2 separate regions of the Sus scrofa genome follow, and region 2 is linked to region 1. Evidence: chromatin contacts called from public targeted proximity ligation data. All regions are on one chromosome and are shown on one strand. The core of a region is the stretch at or near the end of the contact, and the rest is flanking DNA. Distances in the headings are between cores, read along the strand shown.

The links.
Region 2: a contact with region 1 is called in a targeted proximity ligation map of skeletal muscle. A contact is called at or near these places in 7 of 47 Hi-C or Micro-C datasets (embryonic fibroblasts, fetal heart ventricle, mesenteric adipose tissue and 4 more) and 2 of 2 datasets of targeted methods (alveolar macrophages and skeletal muscle).

The regions. Positions count from the first base shown.
Region 1 is chr5:22,573,829-22,577,379 of Sscrofa11.1, forward strand. It overlaps R3HDM2 (R3H domain-containing protein 2), which reads right to left. Exons shown (of 25, transcript XM_021091859.1): 15 at 1,594-1,695. Among named protein-coding and RNA genes, the nearest start is that of STAC3, 19 kb to the left of the region's middle.
Region 2 is chr5:22,712,514-22,716,064 of Sscrofa11.1, forward strand. R3HDM2 (R3H domain-containing protein 2) reads right to left here and starts at 1,737. Exons shown (of 25, transcript XM_021091859.1): 1 at 1,438-1,737.

The DNA.
Region 1 (3,551 bases), core at 648-3,147:
CTGCTGTGGCTCTGGTTACAGCTGTGGCAGAGGTTTGATCCTGGACTGGGAACTTCCACATGCAAGGGGTATGGCCAAAAAAAAACTGCTATGAATTGAACACCTGTTTGAAGCCCAATTCCAGAGCCAGTTTCCCTACCACATAGGACCACTCTGATTACGATCTTTATTAGAAATAGTCCTGGGGAGGTGGGAGCAATGATACAACTTCTATACATAAAAAAAAACAGGACAAATTAGCGGGAGAAAAAAAGACTACAAGTCATTCTATTTCCTGTCTTCCTCATGCCTCCAAACCATACAGAGGGCCCCTAGGTTGCCATAAATCTTGTTTTTATAATAAAGGACCCAGATAACACCTTGCATGGATTATGGGTGGGTTCATGTGGCTCCCCAGCTCTGCCTGTGCAGTGGAAAGACTGGTGGGCTCTCAACTCCTGCTGCTATTCTCCTTTTTCCTCTTGAAGTCATTTCCACCTCTGTTCTCTGACACTTGCTTAGAGTTCTCCTGCCCTTCAGAAACCACTTCCAATTCTCACCTCTGAAAGGAGGCCAGGGTGAGTGGCCAAGCTGGAGGGCGAGACTGACTGGCTAGTCTGTAATTGCCTTCTCTCCCAGCCCTCTTCTCTAAGCAGCAAGAGTGATGGTGTTCTATCTCTCACTTGTATAGTGATAGGTTAGTTTGTTAGCTTCCTCATCCTTCTGCTCCCTGGACAGTAATTAACATACACATATACATATAATACAGAGCAGAAGTTCTTTTGCAAAAGAAACTAGTAGAAACAAAAGACAATGCTTCCTTGTGGTTTCATTCAATTTTAAGGGATTTTGATCTTAGCTCTTTTGCTACCTTAGAGGGTAGGAATAGATGCCAAGAGGACTGGACTGCACATTATTATGAGGTTCATAGTCTAGGACTTTTCAGAATGGAGATAAGAGATGACAGAAAGAAGGGATTCTAGTGAAAAAGCAGACAGGTGTGATTAACATAAAACTTAAAAAAAAATCAGGTCTCCTATAACCATGATAGAAGGTATTAACTTAGAGACAAATTAGATCTTCAAAGGATTTGTAGTCAGGGTACAAACAATTTAAACAGCATGTGCTATCCAAAAGAGGAGGATATTTTTTATGTAAAAAGACATGGTAAAATAGGGGAACATTTTAAGTTTTTACCAGTGGTACCAGAGAAATCTGCAGCTGTGTTTTTAGTTTTAAAGGAAATTATTCTATACAGAATAAACTGGGCTCCTCAGACCTGTTTGGGGAGCAGACGAGATGAAGAATGCACATGGTGGAGAGGATGGGGAGCCCAGGTTTGGACAACATCCGATTTTGTTTCCCCTCTTGAAACTTAGGAGAACTCGGTGTTCTTTTCTGTCTAACATTTAGGCATCTTTTGAAAGTGCTGTGATGAGGTCACTAGAATGAAGTATAGCTCAGCCTGGGCTGGCCCCTCAAGAAGAAATATCTTCTAACAATGGTCCTTTCAAAAAGCACAACTGCTTTTCAAGGTTGTCACAGACTGTCCAGACACACCCACAGATACAGGCCACACGTGGACAAGACAAAAAAGGGGAATGGAGTTTATACCATGTTGTACTGCTGGGGCGGAGAGACTGGCAGAAGGACTTGGGGACAGGAGCCTGGAGAGAACTGAACAGGCTGCGGAGCGGGCTGCAGAGCTGGGACTGGCTGTGGACCAGCGAGAGACATGTGGGAAGGGAAGAGAAAAGGGAGGCAAAGGGAGAGGCAAGGGTGGTAGGGGCAGAGATGGGGAGGGAAAGGGAAGGAACAACAAGGTTAATCATAAAAGAAACTTCATGTGAAGAGTACGGCTGCTGAGCAGGCTGGAGACCAAGCTTGGGACAGCTTGTGGCTTTCACATCCCTAACAAAGAGGCAATCTCTCCTATCAGGACAGACCCACTGCACACTCTGCCCCACTGGCCACTAGGAACTTGCAGCTGTTGTAAGCAATCTTAGGACTTTCAGAGCCAGAGTCTGCTGCCTGATTCCAAATGCAGTTTTTTCCCCAAGCATTTTCCCTAAGCACATGATTCCTAGGGAGCACAACCCTCCTTGAATGCCCACTTGAGAAGGGATTCCTGCTTCTGTAGAAAGGGTCATGCAAGGTCTGGTTCAGCTCTCCCAGGCACGGTCCTGATTTCACACCACAGCTCTCTTGGAGGAAGTGCTCATTCGCAAGGATCATCTCTCTCTCCCGAGGGCAGAGAAGGAAAAAACAGCCAGTTCACGCCTGGTTCCTCTACTTCCTCCTGCTCCGTGATTGTTCTGTGTGCCTCCAGGCTGTGAGGGCAGTATGAAAAATGCCCCCATAAGCAAACAGGGAGGGATTTAGGAATAAAATATAAATAGCCTCGTTTTAGCTTTTGTTCCTTGGGTCCCTTCACTGGCCTCAAGCAGGAGGACTTGTTTATTAGGAATGCGATGTGTTCTACACCAACTAATGGGGAGTTATTTTTTTCTCTCCTTTCTTCCCCTCCAGCCATTTCACGCACCTTATCAGTTCTCCAGTCATAGCCCGATGGTAGGAGGGGTAGGAGAAAGGAGAGAGGCCAGGAAGAGAAGGGGAAATAATGCCAATATACATTGTCTCATTTACATGCATTATCTCATTACAACCTCACAATAATCCTATTGGGAGATATGATAACTTATATTTGCAGTTAAGACAGTAGGGCTCAGAGAGATTAAATCACACAGCTAATGCGGCAGAGCAGGGATGGGAACCTAGCTTGCCTGATGTATGTTCCTTCCACTCCACTCTAGCAGCAGCGAGGAGGGGAGGAAGAAGGAAGTCAGGTGGAATTACATAAACGTCTTTTTGTTTGTAAAACTCTCCTTCTTCCTTCCAAGTTTAGAGTATTAAGAGTTGTAGGGGACCAAGGTATCTATATCATCCCCTGCCATATATCTCCTGGGAGGCACTTTCACAGAGAACAGTTCCAAGAGGCAGAGTCCAGGAATTAGAGGATACCCACAATGGAGAATACTCCTGATATCTACACTAGGTAAAATGTAAATCATCTTGGTCAGGAAAAAGTTACTGAGAATCCACTGTGTGACCTGGGAGAGATGCTACTACAGCCTTGAAAATAAGCTCTCAGCTCTCCTGGCACACCTACTTTCTGTAAGCCAGCAGCATTCCAAATATAACTGCTGGCAAGCTATTCAGAATGAGCTACCTGTGCTGGTAGCTTTTAAACGCATTTTCTATTATCCTAATCCTCTTCTTTCTCTTGCGGGAGGGCCTGTCATACTCAGGCCTCACATTCTCAGGGGGACAAGGGGAGGCCTTAAGGACAGAGAAGTGGTAAAACAGCTCTGCCTGTTTTCTTCACATTTTTAAGTTTTGAGTAAAAAGTGAAGAGGGAAGAAATGATGTTCCTCTATTAGGTCTCTCCTGGCTGAGGAAGGGTAGTGGTAAAGGAAGGCATTTCTGTGCTTTTTTTTTGCTGTTTTGAAGTGCTTTATTTTTTACGCATATATACATTCTTTTTTTATATTATTTTCCATCATGGTCTATTC
Region 2 (3,551 bases), core at 487-2,986, 140 kb after region 1:
TCTCATTGAGGAAGGAAGTCATCTCCTCTTCTGACTGCTTTCAATTAACACAAACAAACAGACAAAACCAGGCACTCTATTTTTATATGTGCAAAGTTTGAGGGGTTTGTTTGGCCACATCAGGGGCATACAAAAGTTCCAGGGATCAAATCCGAGCTGCAGAGACAATGCCAGAACCCCTAACCCGCAGCACCACACAGAAACTCCTATACGTCCAAGTTTTTAAAATTCTGTTTTAAATTGAAGACCTACAGCATAGGTCATATAGTGAACACAAAGCTAAACTTAAACTCTGAAATTAAACTTCTGCTGACAGTTCATCAGACCTTCAAGAAAGGTTCTCTATTCTCTCAACCACGTGGAGAACTGCAACAGGGGGAGAAAAATACAAATCAAAGTGAACTGAATTGACTACTTCCACTTCCTATCACTATTTACGCCGTTTTAGTTTTGATGCTTCAGACTCAACAAAAGGACAAAAAAAGATAATATAGTAGAATGAAAACGAGAGGGCGGAAAAAAAGCACTAGGAAGAAAAAGTAGCCATAAACAACTGATTCAGGTGCCAATCTGACTATACAAAAATACGATAAAACTACTAGGAATCTGTGACATTCCCGAAGTAGAACGGGTCACCTCCCTCCTCCCCAGTCTCCATGTTCCCCACCAACACTAAGACTCGGGCTTCTCAATATTAGTTAAGCCCATTTGAAAATAACATATACAAGGACATTCATCCAACTAAGATCTAAATTTAAAATTTCCCACACCTCTCTGGTTTCATGAACCTCTGGGGCTGTTATTCGGTCATTTCTCACATTATCCAAGAACGCTTTGAGGGAATAAATATGCTATGGAGCTATTAGATCACAAATGTTGACATTTTTGGCTCTATAGCAAACCGAAATTAAGAAAGAGTTTTCAGAGCCTCAAGAGTTAGTTACGAGCTTAGCATAGGCCCACTTTTAAGCTCCTGAAACATCTTCCTGCACGTTCCAACTCAAATCTCTGCCCTGCAATAAACTCGGACACCTGCATGATTTGAAACACACCAACACCTTCCCCTCCCATTTTCCCAAGGCTCGAAAAAACGCGGAGACCCAAGAAACACATGGAGCTAGTCACCCCTGAGCACCACAAGGCGCAACAGTTTTTAGGTCCCACCGTACAGGCCACAGGTGGCACCTGTCCCCGCCCTCCGCCCCGCGCCCCTCGCTTCTCGCCTGCGCTCTCCGAGCACATTCGGGGTATCTCTGGCCTCAAGGCAATCCTTCCCGAAAGGCTCAGGCCCTGACCCCCGCCCCGGGTCCCGGCAGCGCCAACGCGGGGAACCCAAGCCCAGGGGCCTCCGCCCGCCTAGCCGCCCGCAAGGCCGCCACGCCCCCTCCCCACGGGCCGCCCGCGCCGCCCGCCCCCTAGGCCGGGAGGTGGCCTCACCTCACGCGGGCCGTAGCGGGGAGGGCGCCCGCGTCTCCGCCCGCCGCCCGGGCCCACGGCCGCTCGGCTGCAGCTCGGCCCCGACGGCCGGCGGCGGCGCGCTTCTGGGGGCGGGCTCTTCTCCGCGGGGGTTTCCCCAGGGCTCAGGGCGGGGGAGCAGGGGGGACTGGGGCGGGGGAGGGGAAAGGGGCTTGGGAAGGAGGGGGGAGAGGGGGAGAAAAGGGGGAACCAAACCCGGAAAGGGAGAAAAGGGGGGAGGGGGAAAATCAGAAGGGGAAGAAAGGCCCAGAGTCCGCCCCCCGCTGCGGCCTGCGCGCTACGTCACCACGTTCAACGTAGTCGTCACCGCGTCCGGCGCTCCGCGTGTCCCTGCGTCCTGTCTGCTTCTCAGCGCCTGCAGACGCCCCCTGCTTCCTCCCGCCCACCCAGCCCTCACTCTCCCCCTGCGTATGCGCTCAGTTTGTCGTTTCCTCGCGTTGCTTATGTGCCCAGCCACTGATCCAGATCCACGGCAATCCTCGGTCCACCTGAAACCCGTCAAGCCTGTCCTGTTCACCCTCTATTTAAGCATAATGCTAATAACTCTAATTTAAGTTTCCAGAGCACTTTCAAAATAGCCTTTCACTTAGGACAGTAAGTCCTGCGCTGAAAACAGCATATATGCTGTAAATATTTGCAGTATAAGTGAATAAAAATAATGTAGGGAAATGTCAGCTTTTTTCTAGGTGTAAAAATTAAATCAGGTTTAAGTCCATTCAATTTAAAATAACTTATTCACCAGCATCCCCTAACATAAAGTTCTTTTTTTGGGTCATCTTAAATTTGCAACTTGCCCCATTTTGTCCGTTCCAGGCAGAATCAGTTTACTTATTGATTACATGCGTTTGTGTCATTTATTGACAGATTCCCTCAAAGAAGCGTTGTAGTCTTACATTGATAGAATTCGATCATTAAATATTTACTATGTGACAAGAACTGCAGGAGGCAGAAAAAAAAAGTATAGTACAATAAAAGAGCTACAATGTGCTGTGGAAACACAAGAAGCAACTAGTTCTTAGACGTAAGAGAGATTAAGTCACAGAGAAACTACAGGTGAAATTTCACCTCTCCTTGAAGGCTTTAAGTAGGAGTTTATCAGATAGGCAAGAATGGAGATTCCAGCAAAGTCATAGAGATAAGTTCTCCTTTCCTTCAAGGTTCAGCAAGTTCCAGATTTTCAAGTTGGAGTCAGGGAGCAGTGATGGCCAGGAAGAAATAATAGCTAATATTTGTAATAGATATGGGTGTATATATCTAGAATATGTGGCATTCTACATCTATTATTTCAGTTTAATCCTCAAAAACAATGTATTGTTGTTATACTCATAAGACATGGAACCCTGAGGCAGCAAAGTCCCAAATATTGAACTGAGGCAGTATCTTCGGAGCCTGCTCTTAATCACTACACCATTAGAAATGTAACCAGAGGGGAGTTCCCGTTGTGGTGCAGTAGGAACAAATCTGACTAGGAACCATGAGGTTGTGGGTTCGATCCTTGGCCTCACTCAGTGGGTTAAGGATCTGGCGTTGCCGTGAACTGTGGTGCAGATTGCAGATGTGGCTTGGATCTGGCGTTGCTGTGGCTGTGGTGTAGGCCGGCGGCAACAGCTCTGATTGGACCCCTAGCGTGGGAACCTCCATATGCCATGGGGGCAGCCCTTAAAAAGACAAAAAAAAAATGTAACCAGAAAGGGCAGGTTACAAAGGATCTCTGTGTCATAATGCAGAGTGGGTCTCTTGGGGCAAGTGCAGTAACTGAAGAACAACTAAGGCAAAACCTGAGGCATCCACCCCTGAGAGAAACCCTCCTGTGTTTCTCTTGCTTTTGCTCCCCTCATTCCCAAACTATTTGCCAGAGAGAAGGGGAGCAGCTGAAGTCATCTTAGGATGTGAGGGGGTCTGGGAACCACATCCTGTAGTTAAGACATGAAACAAATAGCAATATAACTACCTCCACCAACCTCAAGATAAGGTTATATCCAAGAATGAAGTTAGGAATAGTAAAATAAAATGTTAGAGGTAAGATCAGTCCCTGTAGGCTGGGGTAAGAAAGTGGGGAGTGACTGCTAATGGGT